Regions from separate parts of the Mus musculus genome. Here region 2 is linked to region 1. The links are chromatin contacts, called in public Micro-C maps. All regions are on one chromosome and are shown on one strand. The core of a region is the stretch at or near the end of the contact, and the rest is flanking DNA. Distances in the headings are between cores, read along the strand shown. Region 1 holds the start of 4930524C18Rik (RIKEN cDNA 4930524C18 gene). Region 2 has its middle 5.2 kb from the start of Mir17.

Evidence for each region. A called contact is a pair of places that touch in the nucleus more often than the background predicts.
Region 2: a Micro-C map of the G1E-ER4 cell line shows a contact between it and region 1. The contact joins the enhancer-like site here to the promoter of 4930524C18Rik in region 1. A contact is called at or near these places in 2 of 39 promoter capture datasets (HPC-7-derived erythroid cells and cranial neural crest) and 2 of 484 Hi-C or Micro-C datasets (both in the G1E-ER4 cell line).

What each region holds. Positions count from the first base shown.
Region 1 is chr14:114,828,388-114,834,855 of GRCm38.p6, forward strand. It overlaps 4930524C18Rik (RIKEN cDNA 4930524C18 gene), which reads left to right and starts at 3,578. Exons shown (of 6, transcript NR_045661.1): 1 at 3,578-3,727. The region is part of intron 1 of Gm41244 (a long non-coding RNA gene); the gene reads right to left.
Region 2 is chr14:115,035,097-115,041,812 of GRCm38.p6, forward strand. No RefSeq gene overlaps it. Among named protein-coding and RNA genes, the nearest start is that of Mir17, 5.2 kb to the right of the region's middle. Within about 2 kb of position 5,250, at least 277 of the 459 cell types and tissues checked have an H3K27ac peak or open chromatin away from gene starts, as enhancers often do. A contact at or near this core is called in the G1E-ER4 cell line, where this site is marked.

The DNA of each region.
Region 1 (6,468 bases), core at 2,328-4,827:
CAAGGCTGTAAAGATGGCTTACCTGTAAAGAGTACTTGCTGCACAATAAGGGGGAAAGAAGTGTGGATTGTATTATGAACACCTAGAACTTCAGGGGACCCAGGTCCTTCATCTTGCCTCTACAGGCACTCGTAGTCGTGTAAGAGTGAGCACACACACACACACACACACACACACACACACACACTGAATAAGTAAATAAATAAATCATTGATTCTCTTGCTAACAAAAATATCAAATTACTACCATTACTGCCTATAACCACATATTATCAAGTCATAATATTTCCACTGCAAAGAGTTTAACATACTAACTTGTGCATTTGTAATAAAGCAACACGTGTGATCACCCACTGACAACGGAATTGAAAATAAGTAATCTGATAGACTTTTAAAAGCCTGAAAGAACACATCATATTTAATTTATATGCATAATTTGTTAGTGATCTAACATTCTACTTGAAAGAAATGTTACATATTTTCAATGAAGATCTACAGCTCAAATACAAAAGGAAGAAGCTAATAAGAGCTATGCTTTCAATTGTCATCTTATTTTGTTTATTTTGCTTTATTAAGCACAGCTTATCTGGCTCCTTAGGCACCAATTCCTTATCTGGGGTGGCAGCTTCAGGAATGATGGATGATGTGTCTGCATAGCTCTTGTTTAAATTCCCACTGTCCCCTTTGAAAGCTTCTGAAGGGTAATTCAAGCCAATCTTGTGCCCTATGATGTGAAAGGTTCTTTTTAGAAGAACTAATATTTATATTCTTTGCCAAGTTCTCAGAAACCTCAGCTATATCGGTCTGTGTGAAGTGAATATAAATTATTAAACCATTTATAGTCTGTCTATTTATAAGGTCAAATGAAAATATGAAGGAATCCGTGGGATATATGGAAAAGTTACAAAGTAGATGCAAAGAAAAGTTGGATCAATTTTCCTGAGCTTCTAACAAATACCAGGGGAGTCAAACACAATGATTATGCAGACATTAAATAGCCTAGCTGGGGAACTTCCAAGCATTGGAGACTTACATTCACCCCCAGACACTTTAAGAACCAGAATCTACCGGGGTATGCAGCCTGGAATTCCCCTCCCCCATGCCAAGACAAGTTTCTTTCCAGTTTGATTTTCTCAGCAGCAAACTAATCAGGCTTAATTATTCCCAGCTGTGAGGCTTTCTCTCCCAAGGGTCCCTTCCTGCTGATCCCCAAGTATTACAGAATCATGCAATTTTGTTAAACTCCAATAAATACATAGCGCTTTGTAAAACCTAATTTACTCACAAGGTTTCCAGCTTTGTGACTATCAAGTAAACATTCAAACCACTTCTCCAAAGGGCCATAGGAAATTCACTCTTCTTCAAAGGGGAGACAAGATGGCTGGTTCTTAAAGTGGTATTTCCTTCCAATAGGATTTTAGTGGAATAATCATATTTTTATTAGTTGTATGCATCTGTATGTGTGTTTCTGTATATATGGGATAAATACTAAATTAGTGCTGGTATACTTAAATATCTTTACATGCATTTAGAATGATTTCAGTAGCTCTCTGTCTCTGTCTCTAGCTGTTAATATAATTACCCTTTCCCTCTCCTTCCTGCAAACTCTCCCACTTACCCATCTCCTTGCTCACTTTCAAATTTCATTAATTATTTTTACAATAATATATGTTGATCTCTGTGTGAATAGACATGTGTATTCCTAAACACATAAATATAACACATTTTGCCTGTATAATGTTACAAATAAATATTGTTAATACAGGAAGAAGAGCTATAATCATTTTGGTTGAGTGATGGTATCTTAAACCATGTCATGATAATACCAAGAAAGTGAGTCAAAATAGCATATTTAGCACACCAAATCTTCATAATATTAAATGTGTGGATCCTGTTTCTCAAATACTATTTTCTCACATTATTTAGTCATGGTTATCAGAAAGGGATTTTAAAAAAAGTATTACCTGAAGAGTATTAGTATTTTATTCTTTAACATTACAAACCCAATTACAGTTCACATGAATGAATCAAAACTCCATTAGTTATTTTCTGCAAAGATTTAAAAAAAAAAACAACAATAACAACAAACCACAAGATTAGAATTACACTGAAATGGATTGAAGATATGAATACAGGCTTTTCACTAAAGTTGGTGAAGCTAAAGTTTCAATTAATGAATGGCTATCTGAGGCTCAAGCAATAAACTTTGTGACTGTGAAGATGGGGGCGTGATAAAGACAGAGCATCAGAAATGGAGCAAGATCAAGATGGCTAAGAGAAGGTTTGCAAAACCGCATCAGAAAGCCACACAAGTAATGAGTTACACCTAAGGTTTCCATAAGGTCAAGCTCGCTGCCCTTCACCATACCACGGTCCATCTGTGCCACAAAGACACTTACATAGCATTACTTCACTCTATCATAGTAAATGCCAAGCTGTGTAAAGCACTATAGGATTTAATTAAAATAAGAAAAACTAATTTTGATTAAATGTCTATCCGTTTTCAGGATCCTGCTCAGACTATTTTTAGTGTTATTTTTGACTTCTGAAAGTGATTTTGTAAATAATAATCCACAGCCAAATAACTCACATGTCATTTTTATCCTTTATGCTAAAACAATTTTTATGTTGTTACTGTAAGAGTCCACCAGACATAACCAGTCAGGTACAGTTTATAGCCTATTTAAAGTCTTTACTCCAGCTGTCTGTGACCAGGTATTCAGACCTGAGTGTAGCATGAGTGTCCAGAGCACAGAATTTTGGAAGACAGAAACTGAATCCTGGCATCTAACTACCCAGCTGCAGGTCAGGGCTTCATACAAGCAAGAACTTTGATTAGCAATTAGCTGAATGGGGTAGTCAGTACAAGAAAACCATTTGCCAGAAGACAGGCTAAGTTAGCTAGGGCATCTTGACCTTACAGAGTCCTAGAACAGGGTTGTGTGATTTTCCACAAGATACTCCATCAAGGAGAGCAAATACAAGTTAAACCAGAAACGGCCTCCGCAAGAGTACAAGACAGAGGGAACCTCTGCCCTGTCTTGCCCTGTCACAATGTGGAAATGAATTATCTGATACTAAGTACAAAAAGGTTAATCTACTCCATGGATACCAGTGCCCTCCCAAAGATGAAGTAAAGGAAATACAAAAGCCATTTAGTTTACACCTCATATTCATTCACAAGCAACAAACGCTAAGACCAAATGAACCAGACAGGAGACCATGAAGAGTTGATAGCATGTAGCATCCTTTCCCTTGGAGAAATCTGATGATTTTGAGAACCAGAAAAATAAAATTGAAAAATCTGGTGTTGACCAGTACAGAAGGCATGAAGCCAGTGGACCATTCAATGGTTGTTTTCATAGTGGGGAGAAAACAAAAACAAAAACAAAACAAAACAAAAAACAAAACAAAACAAAACAAAAAAAAAAAAAAAAAAAAAAAAAAAAAAAAAACGAAAAAGACAGTGACATCAGTGTCCTTAGTAGTATAAGCTAAGTTCCTCAAAGCCACGCTGAGTTCTAAATTGCACAAGAAACAGGCAGGCGTCCCAAGTCAGGAACCCTGGAAAACACATCAAAGAAGATAGCCAAGTGGCAAATGAGCATGCACAAACCCAGGCTACACATGGGAGCCTCTTAAATGGTCGCAACACACAGCTTTAGAACGGCCAACGTCCAGAACGTAACAACAGCTCATGCAGCACGGCTTTCTCCTGACCTCACCAGGTAAGGCAGGCACCACCGCAGCTCACGCTTGAGAGACCGAGGTGAGTTTGAGGCAAGCCTGGCCTGTAGGGGTTGTGGAAGGCAATCTTGTGAGGGGAAAAAGTGGGGTGGAGAGCAAGAAGCCATAGCATCCTGCCACTCCGCCAAGAGTCCTGATCTGCCTGCTGTAACAGGCAATAGGTCTAAGATGGCTTACGCAACAGTGACATCCAAAAGGAACGGAGGCCACCGTAGTGGCTGTTTTCACGGAAGTCCTCACGGTTGGCAATGCCCTCCGTGCTCCTGAGCTACATTATCAGGCAGGACCTTCATTGAAGCAGGGTGACGGTGTGGAGAGATACAATTGGCTGAGACTGTAGGGACTTGGGATTGGCTCAAACACTGTCTATAAGCTTACGCACTGCACATTAACTCAGATCTACACCCTGATACTGCTCCCTGGAGTCTGATCCCTGGAGTTCCCCATGTGACTCTGTCTTTTCTCACCCCCTATTTTCGGTCCTGTTCCCACACTGGCCTATATAACAAGTTACAGACCAAGCCAGAGCTACATAGTAAGAGCCTATTTTTAAAGAAAGCACTTCACCAACCGACACTCACTCACAGTAATAGCTTAGCTTTTCAAAACTCTAAGAAAATTCTGGGCAGTGTTTTAAGATATCCAGCATTCAGGGTCTTTCTCAAAGGCACAATAGGTCACACACAAAACCCAGAAACATTGCAGAGGGGACTTAAGACTAACTTATGAATCTTTTCCTAAATATTTTATGAATTAGGACACTTGCCTGCCAAAAGGCCCAGAATCTGCTATCCATCCATCTGTCTGAAACGTATACTTGGCAAGATACAAAAATAGGAGCAAAGTCAAGTTTCCAGGGCAGGGAAATCAATGGAGAGAGCTGTAGGAGAAGCATATTAAATTCCAGCTCAAGGTTAGGTCAGGCTGATGGAAAACGTGGGCAGATGACTCCTCCAAATACACCCTCCCCATCACTAATCCACTGTTCCTCTGGTCAGCTAGGGGCAAGCGAAGCTCCGCAGGGAAACTTGTTAAGGCGCCCTCTGCTGGCATTTTAGAGCACTGCTTCTCACACTCCCCACACACACACACACCCCACTCCCCCACCCCGCTAGAAACGGATTTGGTCCAAAGCCCCGCAATTTCCATTTCAAACAGTGATCACGAAAATGGGTATCTGAAAAGCAGTCACATTGTCCTACCTCGGTCTTTATTCTGTAGATCCGTATTATTCCTTTAGGCGACTTAGCTACATTTATTGATTATGTCATAATTCCCTTTACCTCCGTTTAGGGAAAAGAGTTCACGATAGGTTAATCTCAGAGCCTTTAAAAGTTTTGTTCCTTGCTAATGTCACTTGGCTTTGGGCTTCAGCCATGGTTCAGTCTTCTCTCTCATAATAGGAATGAGACAAGTCACTAGATCTTTATTCTTAAAATGTCGTTGGCCATAACTCAAGACAAAAAGGAACCACTTGTTAAATAAAACACACGTTAGACAACTAAGGTTTTAAACCAACTGCCCAGACTGTATCAACTTATAATTCTAAAAGCACTAAGGCAATAATAATAATAAGTAATGAAGAAAATAAACACTAAATAATGAAGGGAACACAGAATCGGCTTCTTTAACGAATCAGTCAGACATTGCTTCACAGGAGGCTGCGGCTATCGAATCCTGAAGCCATCCTTAATTCAGTGAAAAGTCCGCTATGAGCGGAATGAGGGGCAGCCCTAGTGGCCGACTGACAGACTGACTCCACCCTTTTCTGTGCCACACACGCCCACATCAGGATTCAGAAGAGTATGTGTAGGCTTCCACTCGAGTCTTCCCTCGAAATAAGTTTTTGGCTGCCTGCCTGTGGGTGGAAGTGTGCGTTTGCTGAGTGAGCATCCTAAGTGTCCTGCTTCGATTCATTCTTTACACCTCTGCCATGTTGAAATGAAAAGCACTTTAGCTGACGCTCTACTCCTAGAAGAAGAGATAGCAAAGGGACTATTTGGGCACCTCCAGCCCCCGCCACCAACATTCTTATAGACCGACAGAGGGAAAGTCAATACTGCAGAGCAGAGCCCAGCCTGGACCACTGCAGCATTCGCCCGCAGAGAAACCCAGGAAGTGGTTGTAAAGTTCTTTGTTTCTGAACAGTTTTATATATAACAAGAGCTAATCAATATTTGGTCTGTGGGCCAGACAAGGGCTTCTTATAAATTATGATAACGGAGATCAAGGAAAACCTGTACAATCTAGGGCAGGGGTAGGGGGGAAGACAAATAAATAAATAAAAACTCTTGAAGATTTAAGGAGAAAAACAAGAATCAATTTAATGTAACTATTTTCTGAACAACCAAGATATTTTAACTAACACGGTCTGTTTCAGACTGTGAGTTTAGCTACATGAAGATTTTTAAATGGTAGAAAAAAGGACATATATATGTGTGTATATATATATATATATATATATATATGTATATATATATATGAATATGACATGGCCTTATTTTGTGAAATATAACTTTTACCTACTAATACACATAGCCTATTAAATTATAAATTTCAATACCACACTTACTACAAAATCTTACATTAGAATTAAAGGTGTGTCTAGGATTTAAAAGAGGTGACTTCTGAAGAAACAAAGAAGTATTCAACTTGCCCAAATATAAACAGATACTTTAAGATAAAATTAAGGATGCAGGTTTCAAACTCACGATGATAGTTA
Region 2 (6,716 bases), core at 4,000-6,499, 210 kb after region 1:
GTTCTCTTCAGTGACAGAGGTTCGCCTTGTCTTAAGTACCTGATACTGAAAAGGCCAGTCTTTTGACTCACATGCAGCAACATCAGGTCCTTCAATATTACCTGGCTGATTTGTCAATTCTTCCCAAGGCTGTAAATGCTACCGACCCATCCACATACAATCGTGGAGAGAACAGACTAATGTCATCAGGAACTTGCAACTCCCTCAGCGCACTGTCCTTGAATGTGCCCCGTTCACCCCTGCTTCTGTCTCCCCTAAGATTTTATACTGATACTTTGTTCCTGCTTGTTGTTACTATTACGAAACTGAACAATCTGAAACTGAACGATCTTATACAAAGAACAAAGTGCACAACAGCCAGCATCCCAAGTGTCTGACTAAAAAAAAAACAACCCAAGTAGCCACCTGCTACAAGTCAATTAGAACAGTTCCAACACTACCTTCTTAGGCTTTTGTACATAGCCTATCCTCACCCTGCTGTCTATTCTAAATCAGCATTCCTCAACTCTTTTTATGTTGACTTTAAGTCAACTTTAAGAGTATTTAAGTGTTTTAAGTTTTAAGTATTATTAAGATTTAAGTACTCTCTTGGATTCGTTCTACTTGCTTAATAGGAACAACTGTTACTACTTTTCAGTTTTTAATGAGTTTATCAGATTATCTATTGTTTTACAAGTATATTACACTGTTCTAGTGCGTGTGCATGCTGGAGCAGGTGCCAAGGTGCGTGTGACCTTCAGAAGAAAATCTACAAGAGTGGGGTCTCTTCTTTCTCTCCTTCTACCTTGTGTGTCCTGGGACCAAACTCAGGTCTTCTGGTTGTTAGCAAGCACCTTTACATGCTGGACCATATTGCTGGCCCAGAATATCTAGTCTTTTTTTCTTTTTCTTTTTAAATATCATATCTACCCTTCATTTATCTTTTCCAACTCACCCACGTTCTCTTCCCCCAAACAAGATCTTTAAGATATACAGCAGCTGCTCTTTTCTGGAGGTTTACAGGTAGGGGAAGTGGATCTGGAGAGAGGGGAGTTTGGGGGAAGGGAGTGGGAGGATGGAGGGAGGGGACGCTGTGGTCAGGACACACTGTATATGAGAAGAATAAATTAACATTTAAAAAGAAAAAGAAAAAGAAACATAGCAGCTGAACCACCACATATCTTCAACCCAAACACACTGTTGCCAAAGGGAAAATTATGCAATACTAGCAACAATTTTACATAAACTTGATTTTGGACCACCTAGACATACGGCAAAGGATTAGGGTCCACTCTAAGAATGAAAATTAATACTCAAGAAAATTTTATAGAGTAGTATGAAATCTGTTGTTCCAAACAGTTTTAAAGAAAAGAACAAAACAAAACAAAACAAAACAAAACAAAACAAAACAAAACAAAAAACTACCCAATCCAGGTCTTGAGTTGTTTGGGAAACTATTAACTGGTAAAACACGGCATTATATCAGTTTGTCTCCTCCGATATTGAAGGGCATTATAGCCAATATTTGAAATCAACACAATAGAGAAAAACCCAAGACATGTTTAGGGTTGAATATAAACAACAAAAAGTAATGCCATTTAGAAATATCTCCTATCTTCGACCGTTATTATAATGTCTTGTTAATTTCAAAACTTTATAAGAGGTCTGGATGACTACTTATATACTTATATACTTATATACTTATATAAAAATTCCATCACCTTCTAGGCAAACAAACTCAACACAACTCTGTGAAGCAGGAGCTTACACGGTTAAGTCATTGCCTTCGTTCCTCCAATCCCAAACCTGGACAGCAGTCAGGCCAGCCAGTTCAGCTCTTGCCCAGTGTGCCTTAGAAACTGCTGATGCTGCTCTCAAGGTTGCTTCCAAGTTCTTTGACTTGGTCAGACCTCACATCTAATCCTTAGGGTGTGTGTGGGGGGGGGAGCATGGGGGGACTTAGAATAACCCTGATTAATTCCTCCTGGCTTCTTCGTGTGTTATATGTACACAACTGGGACAAGGAGACAGCAGCTCCTAGCAAGATTCACCAACTCACAGTGAGAACTAGTCAGACATGCTCATCTAACGATAGACTAAGTCACAAAGCTGGCAGCCCCTTCTCACATAAGCATGAAACATGATCTGGGAATTAAAAGGGGGAAAACTTGGCTACACTCTGACTAACTAAATTAGAATGTCTGCAGGTATGAGCCAGATATTTGCATGTCTTAATGGCTCCTTGAGTAATAGAAGAACAGTCAGGTTGAGAAACACTGAGCTGAGAGTCAGAAGTTTGAAATTAGTTACTTGCAATTTTGATATTTGATACATCCTTCTAAGAAAATGTTGTGAAAAACTACTGAAGTACTGCACTATTCCATCCTATAACGATAGGTTGCCTTGGAAGGTTTAATAGAAATGATCCTGTCTCTCTTGTTTTTGTAAAAGCCTCACGGTTTTACACACATTGGCAGATGACTGCCCTGGGCAATCTTTAAGGCTTGTGGCTGTTGCAAGGCTGTGATAGGCTGTTCCCAGCACGACTGGTCGTCTTAATTGAGTCATCAGGAGTTATCCTCCTTCAGCTCTTCAGGGCACCACAGGGACAGCTTCAAAGATGTAACAAGAAGAGAAAGGATGGAAAGAAGAAAAGGAAGTTGCTTGCCAGTTGCTTTTTACTCATCCTTCCTTCCATGGTTTCTAATTTAATTCCAAGGACATAGATGAAACTTTTCATTTAAATGATCAAAGGACTTTGCTTTCACTACAAGTCCACAGACCCACAGAATGTCTTGGGATACTGTCTGTGGTGAATGAATAATCCCTATATTTATTCTATATGTGCATTGTCACCAAGTGACTCACAGATTGTCACTGTTTTAAAGCAGCCCACATTAGGAGAAATTATTCAAAAAGCTATTGGAAGGAGCAAATGAAACAGAGCCTCGAAGAGACTAAAAACTCATTCCTGGAAGATTCTCAGTAGCCAGCAACATTTTGTAGTTCTTAATTTTTAATAACCTTAAAAATAATTTTAATAAAATAATCTTAATTTCTGTCTGATTCTTTGCTGTACCTCTGACTAGTACAGCAGGAACTATGAGCATTTGTACATGATGGGCAAAGTGGATAGAAGAGTCATTAAATGGCCAAGATTAAACACAACAGATATGCTAAGCCTAGGTTATGCAGTTCCAAACATATTGACATGTTGTTAAAAAAAATACTATAACTCATCTTTTAATTTGTACCGAGGGGCAGCTTACTACATTACCAAAGATGATCCACGCCCATTCTTATTTTACAACGAGTTAATTTTATAAACCCACAGTCGTATTTAAGTTGCTGTACCCCATTAAATCCAAATACCATGGAGAAAATAATAAATGGTTACAAGAAGAGAAACCATTAAAAATGTGGATCTTCAAAAATATTAAATGTGCTTAGTTGCTGTGATCAATTTACAGATTTTCTTTAATTTTCTAAATTGAACATGTTTTAAACAGGACACCCAAGATTCAAATATGGTGAGGTTTGAAAACTTCCCCTCTAAGATGGGTACTTGTTGCTCATTCAGGTAGTTTCTTAAGACCTACCCTTTAATAATGCTAAAAAAGAGAACATTTTAATTGAATTTATCTTTCAAACACCAAACACCAAACACTAGTCAACTTATAGTGTCACAGTCACCCAGCAACAAGGGTTAGTAGTCAACTCCAGGACTTTATAGATGCCCTCCCTCAACTTACCACCCCTATCCTGTAAGGCTCAGAACCCCACGAGTGTAAAGTGAAGGGCAGTCTTCTACTGCCAGTGTCTCGGCACGTAAGCACCAAGGCTTTGCTCTCATACTGAACAGAGCTTTTCCTTTCTACAGAGGCTCTGGCTTCTGTAACATCACACTGTATGCTACAGTGCCCGTTTCTCCTTGCTATGTCACAGAGCTTTGTATACTCTTTAGCTGAAGATGGCATTTGAGAGCAGCTCAGATATTTTTTGTGATGCTCATAATTATGCTCATGAAAATTTTCTTTACTTATAATATGTACCTGGCTGTGGCCCGGGAAACTGCAGATGTGGATGTTTCTAATTAGTAATGGCTTCACACACACACACACACACACACACACACACACGCACAGAGGGGGGGCAGGGGACTAAGTTTTAAATTCATTGGTATAAAATGGTTTTCAATTGTCTTCATTATAATCAATATGCTTTATTAATTTTGAAAGGAAGCATGAGTGCACATTTTAAAATAAAATGCAACCTAGTAATTCTGAAACTTTCTGGGCTTTCCAAGTCAATAAGTTTAAATGAATTTACATCTTCCAAAATTCTGATTACCGTAAAAAAAAAAAAGTATGTGTTAAGAACCAAATCCTTTATACTTACTATAGATACAGAGAATAGCTGATTACATGCCAGATTTCCAGAGAAATACTGTTAGATAGCTTAAAACAGATTCTTAAAATAGAACTATTTCTGTGTTGATTTTAATTGGAACGAAACTAAGAAATAAGTAACTTTTCTGCCAAGAAACTTGTCTATAGGTGGGATTTCCCATGATTCAGAGTGATGAACGCACACAACAACCACTCCAGTTTAAAACAGAAGATAAAAGTTCTAAGGAAAATTTGACATAGTCAGTGCCAGCCAACAGTAATGTAAATGAGACTTAATAAAATTAGCTTTCATTTTTCCCCTTCGAGCAACTTATAAAGGTCTGTATTTCAGACAGTCTACATACTCGAAACTTCATGAATTTTGATTTTTCAAAGCAAAAAAGTATCTAGAAAAGTTTCTTACTAGTGAAAAGTAAGGGATGAAAAACCGCTAATCCATTATTTTAAAATGTCAGCCGAAATTAAGTGATACATGATAAAGTAAGTCGGGAGTATAATAAATGGAGAAAGTGCCAAGAAATGAATGCCAAGCCAGCCCCATAACACTGGGACATTAGAGATATCTTCGGGTGAATTCGGTTTTTACAGTTTCCTTGTAAAAAGCACAGGACAGAAGTGGCATGTGCTTTGCAAAGACTACGAACTGGATTGCTCGAAACCAGTTTGAAATTGCTGCTTGTAGTAGATGTTATGAATTCTCAATTCTTTTAATAAGGTTTCTGAGAATTCTGGAATTTCCTGAACCACAGCATGTAGCAGGGAGTGGGCTTATCTCAGCTCTGGGGTTGTTTACAAGGCACTTTCCGAGCCCTGTGCTCTCTCTCTACCAGAGAGCCCAGACTTCTCGGTGCTGCACTAGGCGAGGGAGGCGGCTCAGGTACTGGTCGCGAAGCTCCGAGCCCAGCACGCGCCCCGTCGCACGCGGCCAGGTTTAAGGAGACTTTCCCGGGAGGAGCTGGACCCCCAAAGGATCCGTGATCTACGGAGATCGGGGGGGGCGACGGTGGGCGAGTGGATGTGACTCGTCTCCCACTCGCGTGGGCCTCCCGATCGGCGGCTACGGGAGAGTGGGCGAGCTGTGGTCACCGGGCGCCTCCGTCGAGTCCCCGGCCAGCGCGGCTGGCGGGAAGCCTGAGCCGCGTGCGCTCGCAGGAGGGTGCGCGGCGCGGGGTCCGCACGCGCGGGGCTGGCTCGGGAGGGCGTGCCGGGGGCGTGGCGCGAGGTGTCCCGGCCCGGAGCCCTGCGCCGAGGGCAGCGGGCGGCAGTGGGCGGACCCCGGGGGACGCGCGGCCCGGGGAAGGCGGCGCGGCGCCACCAGCGGCTCCCCCGGCTCCCGCTCGCCTGGCCGCCAAGAACGAGCCGCCGTGGGCGGGGCCTGCGGTGATTGGCGGGCGGGCGGGGAGGTCGGAAGTACTTTGTTTTTTATGCTAATGAGGGAGTGGGGCTTGTCCGTATTTACGTTGAGGCGGGAGCCGCCGCCCTTCATTCACCCACATGGTCCTTCGAGGTGCCGCCGCCGCCGCCCCGGCCCGCGCCTTCGCGCCACTTCGCGCCCTGCGGCGAGGCCGAGGGGTGGGGACGGTCCCCCACGCCGCCCGTGCCTCTCCACGGAGCCCCGAGCTCGGACCGGGCCGGGCGGGCCACGCCGCACCCCCGGCCTGGGGCCTCGGGCCGGAGTGGCGCGGAGGCTGGCGAAGATGGTGGCGGCTGCTGCGGTGAGTGCGCCCGCCCCGCCGCCGGCTCAGGGAAACCTGTTGTGCGCTAAGCGGAGCGGCGGCGGCGGCGGGACGGGCGGGAGGGCGGGGGCCGCGGGCCGGGTGGGTCTCGGGCCGTTGGGCGCCGGCGTGGGGCGGCCGTCCTGGCGCGCACGCGGGCCGGAGGGGGCCCGAGGGGGCGGCGGCCCGGGCCCCGGAGAGGCCCGCCCGGCGCACACAATGGCCCTCGGGAGGCTTCGCACGAGGCCGGCGGCCGTCCCGGGAGCGGCGGGAGCCGGGCGGGGCGCGCGGCCGCCGTGCGGGGAAAGTTTCTCCCGGGGGCGAGAGTTAAAGCGCCTCCAGAACAAAGCGGCGGCGGCACATGGGGCAGGCCGCGGGCCGGGAGGGGGCGCGCCCACGAGGAACCTGCGCGCGGGCGGCGTGGGCGGGCGGCACTCGGCGTCCCCGAAACTTTGTGCGCGCCGGGCCGGGCTCCGGGACGCGGGAGCTGCGGGGCGACGGGGCCGGGGCGCCACCCCGCGCTCCGCGTGGGCTTTGTGTGCGGCCGCGTGGGCAGCTCCCCTCGCGGGCGAGGCGACCCCTGCGGTCCGCCCGGGCGGCCCGGGACGCCCCG